Regions from separate parts of the Mus musculus genome. Here regions 1 and 2 are each linked to region 3. The links are chromatin contacts, called in public HiCAR-type and promoter capture Hi-C maps. All regions are on one chromosome and are shown on one strand. The core of a region is the stretch at or near the end of the contact, and the rest is flanking DNA. Distances in the headings are between cores, read along the strand shown.

Evidence for each region. HiCAR-type assays count read pairs that join an accessible place to other places. Capture Hi-C pulls out chosen DNA fragments and counts their contacts.
Region 1: a contact with region 3 is called in a HiCAR-type map of astrocytes, with 8 times the contacts expected there. The contact joins the promoter of Nat8l here to the promoter of Ift172 in region 3.
Region 2: a contact with region 3 is called in a promoter capture Hi-C map of adipose tissue, with 2.9 times the contacts expected there. The contact joins the promoter of Tacc3 here to the promoter of Ift172 in region 3. A contact is called at or near these places in 1 of 115 datasets of contacts at active chromatin or transcription factors (astrocytes) and 1 of 9 other capture datasets (adipose tissue).

The regions. Positions count from the first base shown.
Region 1 is chr5:33,993,764-33,997,813 of GRCm38.p6, forward strand. Nat8l (N-acetyltransferase 8-like) reads left to right here and starts at 2,221. Exons shown (of 3, transcript NM_001001985.3): 1 at 2,221-3,447. The coding sequence starts at 3,081.
Region 2 is chr5:33,656,386-33,659,953 of GRCm38.p6, forward strand. It overlaps Tacc3 (transforming, acidic coiled-coil containing protein 3), which reads left to right and starts at 1,743. Exons shown (of 15, transcript NM_001040435.3): 1 at 1,743-2,342. Tmem129 (transmembrane protein 129) reads right to left here and starts at 1,592. Exons shown (of 4, transcript NM_026698.3): 1 at 1,238-1,592. The coding sequence starts at 1,442.
Region 3 is chr5:31,288,850-31,292,888 of GRCm38.p6, forward strand. It overlaps Ift172 (intraflagellar transport 172), which reads right to left and starts at 2,265. Exons shown (of 48, transcript NM_026298.5): 1 at 2,125-2,265. The coding sequence starts at 2,163. Fndc4 (fibronectin type III domain containing 4) reads right to left here. Exons shown (of 7, transcript NM_022424.6): 7 at 3,393-4,039.

The DNA of each region.
Region 1 (4,050 bases), core at 971-3,470, 2.7 Mb after region 3:
GGAACACTGGCAATTTTAACCATAATTTTTAAGTTTCTTTTGCAACGTTAGAATAATATCTACAACTTTGAAAAAGCAAAATCCAATTTTAAAACAATTTATTCTCTTTAAAATCAATACTAGAAACATCACTTTCACATTATGAAGTTTGGCTGCCAATCTGTATATGAATGCATGACAGTGCAAAATTTAATGCTTTATTAAAGAGACATTGTTCTGAATCATATCGCTCATAAGTCTAGTTTCTAGGATAAGAATTACATAAAATATTATCTCAATTAGAAGTATCTCAATTAGAATGCCTGAGCTTGTCTGGAGGCATCTCTCTCTCTCTCTCTCTGTCTCTGTCTCTGTCTCTGTCTCTCTCTCTCTTCCCTTTCTTTCTTTCAAACTCAGAGGGAGTTGAGTCTGGACCTCCAGAAGTTCTGGCCTGGAAATATTATTGCAGAATTCCCATTTTGGTGGCACCTCTTCGCGGCTTTTGAGCCTGTTTCTCTTCTCTGTGCTTTGGGCTCTCCTGCTCTCTTAAAGGCTCCTGTCCTCCCCCAGTCCCCAGTGGTTTATAGCTTTCAGCATCGAGCCCAGGGCCATCTCCCAGGACTACCTTGGCTGTGGATATTCCCACTACCCACTCCTTTTTCTCTACATTTTCAGTATGGGGTTCTTCTTCCCCAAACAGACCCTGGGGCAGCCATGCCAGGCAAGGATAAGTCCTCTTTACCCAACATCCTTAAAGAACACACCGTGGTTGGAGGGCTGCCCTATTAAGGAAGCATTCCTAACCCATGAATGTTCAGGTGTAGGGTCCAGGGCACCCGTCCCCACTCTGTCTCTGAAATCTTGATAGACGTCTTTACCCCTGCCAGGCTGTAGGCAGGCACTTCTAGGCTCCTGGAAGGTGCATTCAGCTGCAGGATGTGAGGAAGCCAAGCTGGGTCTCCTGAGTCTTCCTACACACCCAGGCAGAGGAGTGTGTAAGCCATCGTGGGGAGCTCGGGAGAGGTAGAGTGGCTCTAGGCTGCTGCTTTATTAAAGAGGACCTTGATGCCACCCAGGAATGGCCTAAGGGAGAACGGCAGAGGGCGCCCCACGACAGGAAGGAGGAACAGGGCTAAACAGGGCCATGGATTGTCCTGCTGTCTGCGCAACTCCTAGGGTAGTATCTTTAAGTCTCCAAGACCCTGGGCTCCAGTCTTGGCCCCTTCACGCTTTCAGACGGTTCCGATGTGTTGGTTATAGCGCAGGCCACCATCATGGCCATGGGGGCGGGGGCGGGGTGGGCAAATGATTATAGGAGGACCGGGGCAATGGAAGGAATGGTTAGGCAGACCAGGGAATGGGTGCTCTGCAGAACTGAGGGGGATTCTGGTCGCGCTGATGTGAGTCTTGCAAATCCCCTAGGCCCGGAGGTGCAGAAAGACGAAGGAGCAACTCTGGTCAGGGGTGTGGAGAGATACCCTATAGGCACCGGACCATTTTGTTGCTTCTAAGGCTTACAGGCTTCAGTGACCCGCAAACCTAGGGTCCTGAGTCAGAACTTCTTGGCTCCACCAGATGGGTCCTCAATGCTCAGCCTCACTTTCCTCGGGGCCCTTCTGCCTGACTGTCCTCAGCCCTTACAGGCCGGCACTGGTCCTGCAGACCACCCAGCCAACCTCGGGACTCAGGAGAAGTCAATGTGGCTAGTCGGTGCCCCGGCCTGTTCAGATACTATCAGTGAGTTCCTTTGAAATATTGAGAGATTTAGCATCAGTGTCCAGGAAGGTCGCCTCTGGGACCCAGATAAGTCCCACTCCCCCGCCCCCGTGTCTCGAAAACAGTGAGGAAAATCCTCTCTAGCCTGACCCTCTCCTTCTCAGTCCCCTTGTGCTGACAACCCTGGCTGTTTGATTACCCTACTCCCAGGTTCCATTTGCGAGACAGGCCCCTTCAGTCTCTAGGTGACCTTAGCCGTTCTGCTGGCTCCAACAATGGTGCGGCATAACGCAGACTGAGGGTCCTCCGGCCCGGAGAGGGTCTCCGCGAGCACGAGGATGATTCGGCTTTGGGGGTGCCCATTCCCGTGACCTAGGAAAGTGGATATGCCACTACGCATTCCCCACTCCATGCGCGCCCTGTCTGCTGCGTCTGCACGTCTTGCTCCGGGGGACTGTGAGACCGCGGCTCTGAAGCGAGCCCCCGCTGCACCTGCACCAAGGCCACGGGGCGCATGCGCGGACCGCGGAAGGCGGGGGCCGAGCCGGGAGGGGTCCTGCAATTCCGCAGGTCCGCTGCCGGGAACGGTCGGGTGTCAGATTGGAGTGGGGTGGGGTTCGGCTGTCAGGCAGCGCGTGCATCAAACCACATTTCAGCCGCGTCCTCACTCTCTCAGTCCGTTCGGCCCCGGCCGCGGGCTCGGAGGGCGCCTGCCAAAGGAACACGGGGCCCCTCACGAGGACTTCGGCCGGGCGCCGCGTACAGACAAAGGGGTGGGAGATGGAGACACTTCCGTGATTACTGCCAGCGGCCGCGGAAGAAGAGGACGCTTTGCTGCAGGAACGCAGGTCCGAGCGCAGCGGCAGCTTTGCGGGAGCTCAGGGGCGGGGTAGGAGGCGTCCATCACTCTCCGACCTCCTGGCGAGCCTCAAGCCCCTTACGCAGCGCCTCTCTGAGCACCCTGTCCCTGCTGTCGTTCACTGAGGACCACTTCCTCGCACGCTCTCCGTTCGGCCCCTCCGTGCTCCCGCGGTCCGCCAGCCACGCAGCCCAAGTGTGCCATCGGGCGGGCGCAGAGGCGGCGTCTGCTCCCACCCCCGAGATCACATGGTGACCCTCGGCAGCCAATGCAGTGGACGCTAGGACCCTGCGGGACCCCGGGCGCCGCGACTGCACCGGCGCCGCTGCATTATAAATACTTCTCCAAAATGCGGCGCAGCTCCCTGCGCGCGCCCCGGCCGCCCGCCGCCTCCGCCCTGCGCCCCTGAGCCGCTGCCGCCGCCGCTGCCGCCGCGGGTCCGAGGGCGCCGCGCCCTTGCCCTGGGCTCGGGCTCTGCCCGCTGCCGCCGGCTCGCGTCCTCGCGCTGCGCCGCCCGGCCGGGTGCATGCATTGTGGGCCTCCCGACATGGTCTGCGAGACGAAGATCGTGGCTACGGAGGACCATGAGGCACTGCCGGGGGCCAAGAAGGACGCGCTGCTCGTCGCCGCCGGAGCCATGTGGCCCCCGCTGCCCGCCGCGCCCGGGCCGGCCGCCGCACCCCCACCCGCGGCAGGTCCCCAGCCCCACGGAGGCACCGGGGGCGCGGGGCCGCCGGAGGGGCGCGGCGTGTGCATCCGCGAGTTCCGCGCAGCCGAGCAGGAGGCGGCGCGCCGCATCTTCTACGACGGCATCTTGGAGCGCATCCCCAACACGGCTTTCCGCGGCCTGCGGCAGCACCCGCGCACCCAACTGCTCTACGCCCTGCTGGCCGGTCAGTGCGCCGCGGGGGGCGGGGGGCCGGCGGGGCTGCGGCAGTCCCGCACCGGCCCGGCTCCAGCGGGTCCAGCGGACCCCTCCGGGGACCGTCGCGCTTGACTCTCTTTGCCTTCCTTCTGGGTTCCCATCTCGGAGCCCCGGTGCCGCGTCGGTACGCTGGACCGGTTGGGAGGAGACCCGCTTGCACCAGCGGCGCAGCGCTCCGGGCTTTCGGCCAAGGCTCCTGGGCCGGGCGTGGGAACCAGCGCGGGCTGAGTGCAGGGCGCTGCGGACTGGGAAACACAGGGTTGGCAACTCAGTCCGCGGCGCCCGTTCTTTCCGTCGCGGGGCATCCCGGGTGGGGGCGGCGTGACAGGGCAGGTAGCGCTGCAGCTGCGGCCCGGCGCGACAACTATATATATAATCTTTGGGCGGGGGAGGCCGCCTGAGGCTCAAGTGCTAATTTATGACGGGAAGACAGCCAGCTCCGCGGGGAGCCAGGGAGACTGTTCGCCAGAGCCAGGGATACAGGGAGGATACCCTCTGCTGTCTGAAGCACACCCCCTCCCATTCCATGCCATCCCATTCTGCAGATGAGGAGCTTGAGGCGACTCACCCA
Region 2 (3,568 bases), core at 493-2,992, 2.4 Mb after region 3:
AGCCCATCTCAAAGCTGGGACACTGAACAAGAAAATGAGCAAGTACCCAGTGATAGGGCACCTTGCTAGAACAGAGAAACCAGTTTCAGAGCCCTGTTAACCCAACAGGGAGCAACTTGAACATCAAAATGATCTGCAGATGGTAAGGTACTGTTTGAGCAGGCTCCAATCTGCAAAAAACAATAGTAACTGTTTACTTCTAGCCAATTCACTACATGTTAAAATAACTTGTTATGTAGCAACAGAAGACAGCTCCACCGTCTGTCTGCTCTCAATATGACCTCCCTGAGTGACTTGTGCTTATTAACTTTGGGTTCCTTGTTCTGGTATGGGAGTGCCCACTGGACAGCCCTTGGTCAGGAGTCCTGCCTTAGAGCCCCACACTCTTGATATGCCTTGCAGTGTACTAACTAGGTCTCCAAACCAAACTACATGACCATGCCAACTCCATCTCCAGTTCTCCAAAGGAGTCCTCTCCACCCTCCTTCTTCTCAAAACAGATCTGAGTGTTTCTATTACCACACCTGCCTCTGCCTCTCTGGAGCCTAAGCAGCTGCTTCACACCAATCATTCCTGTGCCCAGAGCTGCAAGTATGACAGACAAGCAGACATGTGTTCTCCCAGATCTATCTTTCCCTGTCCCTGTAGCTTCCAAAGGTCTCCTTCATCTGGATCCCAGACTTCAATCACTGCTATATTCCAGCAGTTTCCCCAACCTTTCCTCCAATCAGCCAACAGATGGGCCTCTCCGAGGTCCCACTAGCACTTGGGGCACCACATACCATGGCCTTGGACAGGGCCATAGACCTAGCCCGGCAAAGGAAACGCTCCATTAACATTCCCAACCTTGACCGTCTTCATCTCTGCCTGCTCTTCTTACACCCACCTTCCCCTGGGATCTCTCCAACCCCTGTTGTAATGAAATCAACAGGAGCTCTTTCCTATAGAAATCGTCCAACATAGCAAGCAGGCTGAACGATTCTGCACTCCAGCCGCAGTGATGTCAAAGACTGGAGCTTAGCCCCACCCGAGCACCACTCGCAGGACAGCGCCAGGGCCGCCGCCTCCCAACTGGAAGAGCGTATGGTGCTCTAGAGCGCTCAGCTCACAGCCAGGGCTGCAGAGATCCCGCTTGCTTGTTCATGATCTTGACCGGCTTCTGCTCCAGTTCCTCACCCTTGGAGTCTCCAAGCGCCCGGTTAAGCGCCAACCACCGGCCGGCACACAGGAGGCTCACCTAACGGCAGCAGTGAGTGACACAGTAGTGTGGCGGAAGTGCGGCGAAGGTGGTAAGGTACGAAGGCGGCGTCCTCGCTGCCCAGCCAGCCCGACAACAGATTCTGCACTGTGAGCCCGGCCGAGTAGAACTCGTTGGGCGTGAACACGAAGCACACTGCGAAGACCAGGTAGGCCAACGTGAAGGTCACCTCAGGGCTGTCCATCCCGCCACCGCTCACTGGGCCGTGCAGAGGCAGGAGAGTCCAGTTCTGGACAGTTGGTTTGTTGCCGCAGCCACCGCCGTCAGATCGCCCGCGGGGCACTCTGGGAAACGGAGTCCAAGTCCGGCTACTGGCGGGGCATCCTGCGAATCTGAGCGCCTCCTGTCCAGGCACCCGCAAAGCATTCTAGGAAATGGAGTCCCCTCCTCAGGCTGCCCGCGGGGCACTGTGGGAGACAATTTCCCTGTTGGGTTGACCCGAAGGGCACCCTGGGAGTCAGAGTCTCGCGAGGCCGCCCCCGGCATTCTGAGTGGGGAGTTCTCGGACCCTACGCTGACCCACAAGCTGTGAGCCGCCCAGACACCCCCCGTAAGGGTTCAACTTCTCCCTTACAAACAGCTCGGAGGAGACACTGCAACTGGGTCCATTTAACAGCTGAGAAAAACCGAGCCAGGGCGAACTGGTTTCCAACCGCATTCGCGGCCGACCATGAGATTTTCTGGGCCATGATGGCTCTCACAGTCACTGGCTACCAACAAGCCCTCTCGGCCCCCGATGCTAGACCACAGTTCCCATACGCCCCAACGCTCCCACTGTGCCCTCAGTCCCGGAAGCGGAACTCCCTGCGCAAGAAGGGCGGGACCAGTATGGCTTGCAATTGGCCACAGGTGGCTCTACGGAAGCCTCTTCTCCAACGCGCTGATTGGCTGTGGAACGCCAACTTTCGGTATTTGAATCTGGGGCGGGCGTAGCGGACGACGTTCCGGGACTGCGAGAGCGGACCTTGTTGGGGTTCCTTCGGCTGGGTTTCTCCTGCTCCGTTTTCTTAGCGCGAAGCGGGCACGGCGCTCCTCCCTTGCGGTGGGCGTCCGCGCGGGCCCAGGGCTTGGCAACCGTAGTCAGGTAAGGGAAACGGCGATTTTTTATTTCCCTCGGGCGCAGGGTGGGGATCAGCCCCACGGAACTTGATTCCTGCGAGCTGAGTTACCGTTCCTGTCTTCCGCAGCTTCGCTCTCTCCCTTTGTTGAGGACCCACCCCTCACTCCAGCCTCCTCTGTTCTAAACTCAGGGGATGCACCTAGCCTCCTAGGCAGGACAGGAACCTGCCCGTGGGCTGGGCTTTGCAGGCCGGCCTGCCAGTGATCTCGGTCTGACCCAGTTGATGGCCTCCAAAGAGGCCGTGCTGGTTCCTGTTCTGGTCGAGCGTGTCGTGTAGGAGAATCGCGTCTCAGAGCCAGGGACATCCGTCGCCCCAAGTCTCTTACTCCATCTTTTCTGCGAAACTATTCTGTCTGTCGTCTGTCTTCCTGAACCCAGGGATATTTCTTGTTCCTGGGTCTGTGCCTCTAAGTCCTCCTTCCGTACAGCCTGACCACAACTTCAAAATAAATGGCTTCTCTTGGAAACGCTTTCTTTCCAACTCCAGATGGTCCTGATAAGTTTCCCTTCTCTATTGCATCCTTCTCTGAACAGAGTCCTTTAAGGCTAAGGCCTTTTTCCTCAACTTTAGCTACCAGAATGACCTCATGCCTATACCTATACAATTTGGTTCAGCAATGCATATTTCCAGTCATGATCGCTTGATTGTACACTTCTGTCCATGCACTGTTCGAGGTGGGAGATGTTTCTTTCTCCTTCAACCTTCAAACTTCACCTCAGAGACCATCAGTCAACTTGAGCTTTATCATCTCCCATAGGTGATTTGACCCCATACTTGTTCTCAGAAGGACAGGTGCAGCAGCAGCAACAAAACTTCCTATGTTCCCTGCCCCACCCCTAGTCACTCCTGCACCATGAAGACATCAGAACAAGAGGAAAGGCCCCTTGTGGGTGGGACCATCTCTGGGCTGGTAGTCTTGGGTTCTATAAGAGAGCAGGCTGAGCAAGCCAGGGGAAGCAAGCCAGTAATGAACACTTTCCCCCTTTCCCCCTTGATCACTAATTGAGAAAATGCCTTACAGTTGGATCTCATGGAGGTATTTCCTCAACTGAAGCTCCTTTGTCTGTGATAACTCCAGCTGTGTCAAGTTGACACAAAACTAGCCAGTACAGGTTCTGATGTCTTCTTGGTGCAGGAGTGACTAGAGGTGGGGCAGGGAACATAGGGAAGTTTTGTTGCTGCTGTTGCA
Region 3 (4,039 bases), core at 1,015-3,514:
CTATTATTACTCTACCCCTGAGCTAGGGCTCTATCTGCTACTGTCTGCAAATATTCCTGAGTACCACAATCAGTGAGTTCTCTTCTCTCTACAGTAAGTGCCCTGGCTATCTGCCTTGTGGATTAAGTGAAATGGAGCCAGGCAGGCATTTTCATAAATGCTTGACACCTATTAAGTACCACATCTCATAACTCTGAAGTACAAGCTATTATTATTCCCATTTTACATACGGAGAAACTGAGGCATTGAAAATTAAGAAACTTGCTCAGGTTTATATAGACAGTTTTTAGATGGCAGATGCAATATTTGAATCCATGTATGTTTGACTATATAAGCTGTAATTCTAATGTCTAATGGTATATGTATTGATGGCTTAATTCTGCCATATATTATTCTTAGAATTAATTTTTGAGACAGGATCTCTCTGTGTAGCCTAGAACTCGCTGTGTAGAGCAGACTGGCATTGAACTTACAGAAATCTACCTCCTGCTCCTGAGTGTTCATACTACAGGCATGAGCCATTATGCTTGCTACTCTTACTTTTTAAAAAGAAGTTCTTGCTACATATTCAAACTGGCTTTGAGCTCACAGCCATCCTCCTGCCTCAGCCTCCTAGGTTCTAAGACTACAGGCATGTAACAGCACAATCAGGTAAGGGAGTCTGTCTGTCTGTCTGTCTGTGTGTGTCGGGAGGATGTTGCTATATGGGCCTGTCTATGTGTGCATGTAGAGACCAGAGGTCAAGTGTTTTCACAGTCATTCTCCATCTTACTTTTTGAAAGACAGAGTCTCTCATTGCACTGAAAGCTCGTAATTCCAGTTCTAGGACTAGAACTCTAGGGACCACCTGTCTACCTTCGAAACACTGAGATTACAGGTGCACCTGGCTCTGAAGAGGATGCTGGAGATCTGAACTCAGTTTCCCACGCTGGTGATGAGTCATTTCCCCCATAGCCAACCTTCTTATCTGTGTTGTGTTAGCCTGTCCTTTCACTTTGGAATGCCTTTCTCTCTTGTCAATCATCCTTCTTATGGCTTTCCAGTTTTCTTATGCTCTTTAAAACTTTTTCCTTACATTTTGAGTGGGGTGGGACAACTTGCACAAGCTGGCTCTTTCCTTCCACTGTGTGGGTCACAGGGCTCAAACTCAGGAGGTCAGGCTTAGTGGCAAGTACCTTAGCCAGTGAGCCAGCTCACAGGCCTTTCCTCTTCCTCTTCCTCTCCCCTCCCCCCTCTCTCTCTCCTACCCTCCCCTTCCCTTCCCTCCTCTCTCCCTTTTCCCCTTCCCCCTCCCCTTTTCTCCCCTCCCCTTTCCTTCCCTTCTCTCCCTTCCCCTACCCCCTCTCCTAAGAGTCTCAAGTAGCCCAGGCTGGCCTTGAACTCTCCACGTAGCTAAGAATGGCCTTGCATTCCTGATCCTCCTACCTCCACAATTGCTGAGATTACTAGCCTGGGCTACCAAGGCTTATAAGATTCTGTTCTGTGTAGAACTTTATTTAACATTCTCCTAAGTCGCTTACAGTTGCTCTCCCTGCGCCTTTTCTTTACCAGATGAAGAAGCTAGTGATAGAATGATTGCGTATGGTGATGGTTAAAGCCAGAAATACCATTTGGTCAAGTCAGTGTTGGAGCTAAGCTAAGACAGAGACTCTGTCCTCTTCACGCCCAAACCAAACATAATCTTCGTTTATGTCTCTGGGCTCCTCCTCCAGCGCCCACCCAGCCTCTTCTGCTTCTGAGGAGACACACTTTCACAATCCAAAAGAGGGTTCAGCTTCTGCTCTACCTTTTTTTAGGGTTTATATCTAAAGTGCTCATTTCATCCTGTGTAGACTTATGAAGGTTGACTATATATGCGCCTCTCCTTCCAAAAAGAGCCTTGACGCGTAATGCGGGTGATCCCGGAGAGCCTAAGCTTGGGGCCTGGCACTCAACTGATGTAATGTCATGCAAAGAAAGCTTAGAGTCGTTAGTGATGCATGTCGCCTGCTGAAAGAGCTTTCACGGTCTTCTGAACAAAGTAGACGCTCAAAAAGTATGAACTTATGTTCCCTTACTTTTTTTTTTTTTTTTTTTTTTGAACGCCTGGTGGCCTGGGAATGGAAGAGGCATGCGATTCCTCACCTGAGGGCTCAGCAGGGTCCTCAGGTGCTTCAACTGCATGACGTACACCGGTCTCGGATGCTCACTGACCGAGACAACTCCCGTGGTTACCTGGACAACCCGCCAAGCATCGGCGGCGCTAACCGCTGACGCACAGGCAACGTGAGTGCGACATACGTCATAAGGTCACGTAGTGGGTTCGCGACGGAGCGAACAGGACGTGCGCAAGCGCAGTGAGTCCTAAGGCGGGCCCATAAGAGGGGTTGTGGAATTCTCTCCGCGACCAATCCTGTGGCTGCATGCAAACCTAACGCAAACCTCCGCCCACAAGTCTTCGGTCCTCTCCGGATTCTACGTCACCATATCCTTACGTTTTCTTATTGTCCTACCCGGCCAGATGTGCTTTAGTTGCTTAAACTCTGGAGGAGAGCAAGGCAGGTGCTACGAGAGGCAAAAGACAATTCGCGGAGCTGAAATCTTCACGTCATCCCAAAACTTAGGTGACTTGCGGGAGGCCACTCAATACTGACAGATAACAGTGAAAGCTCAAGGATATACTTGGCACTGTGTTTGAATTCAGCAGCGGTACAGACCCATTTTACCCAACAGGAGGCAGATTAAAGGAGTTACTCGCCAAAGTTAAAACAGCTTGTAAAGGGTGGAACCGGCATTTAACCCACAGCTAATAACCTTTTAATTCCCGTAAGAAGGCTCAACTCTCCTCAACTCATTGTCTCCATGCCCAACTTCTCTACTCTGAAACACAGTCTCAGGAAATTATCCAGGATATGGTGGATATATTGGAAGCACTGGCTAGGGAAAGAAAAGGCACCCTGTTTGGTCATTGAGTTCAAGGCAGATTCCTGAAACCCAGATGTCTCTATGGGACAGTGCAGGAGGCAGACCAGAGCTTGGTTCCCCTCCTAGTTTAGAGCTGCATGACACCTGTGGTTGTGATTAGTTAAGCAAAAAAAGATACCATCTTCTTTGGGATCCTTTCAATAATTTTTGTTCTTGTTTCTCCCAAAAGATCAAGAGACAGAATGAAATGCAGAAACGTTAGTCATAGGCCTTCTCTAAATGACCCAAGGTGGGCAAGCCCTATCCCCCCCTAAAAGCATAGCATATGCCCCCCAGGCAAATGCTGGGCCCAAAGCCTTGAGCGCACTGCAGTTGCCAATGGTAACGAGTATTTCTCTTCCTGCCACCACATCCCTCTAGAAAATTAAGAATCAGAAGGGGACAGATTCCCTTTTTTCACAGGTAACAAATAGGTCCCAGAACTCAAATTATACTTTTTTTGATAGGGGCATCCAAACCCCTCAGCTTTATTTCTAGAATCCTCTGGATATGTTAGAGTATAAATATAAACTCATTTATGGATTACAATTATTATTAACTTTGAATGAACAAAGACATAGATGAAAAAGAAAACAAAGACGAGGCACTGGTGTGCCCGGGGTGAGAACACATGGCACCAAGGGCACATTAGTGGTGGCTGCTCTCCTGTCAGCTCCTAAGACAGCTCAGCCCTTCTGACCATTTCCCCAAAGTGAGTGCTGGAGTCAAAAGTGCAGGGAAGGGATTGGTTATATAGCGCAACAGTAGAATATTTGCTTAGTATGCACAAGGTCCTGAACAAAGATAAAAAAAAAATCTACTGGCCCTTTTATATGACATGGCCTGGTTTCTGTTGGTATGAAAACTGTGACTTCTCATTTTCTCTCTTCTCATTCAGCAAAGACAAAGAAGGGAGGCCTTTGGCTTTCATCCCCTCCCCTTTTGTCTTTCCCCGCCCATCTTAGATGAATACATTGTTACACTGACGCAAACATCTTATCAAGACTCTGTCCTTTCAGGTTGGTGGAGGCCTGAGAAGAACTGACAAGGTGTAGAGATGTCTTCAGCATACCATACAGGAACCAGTCAGTTCCAG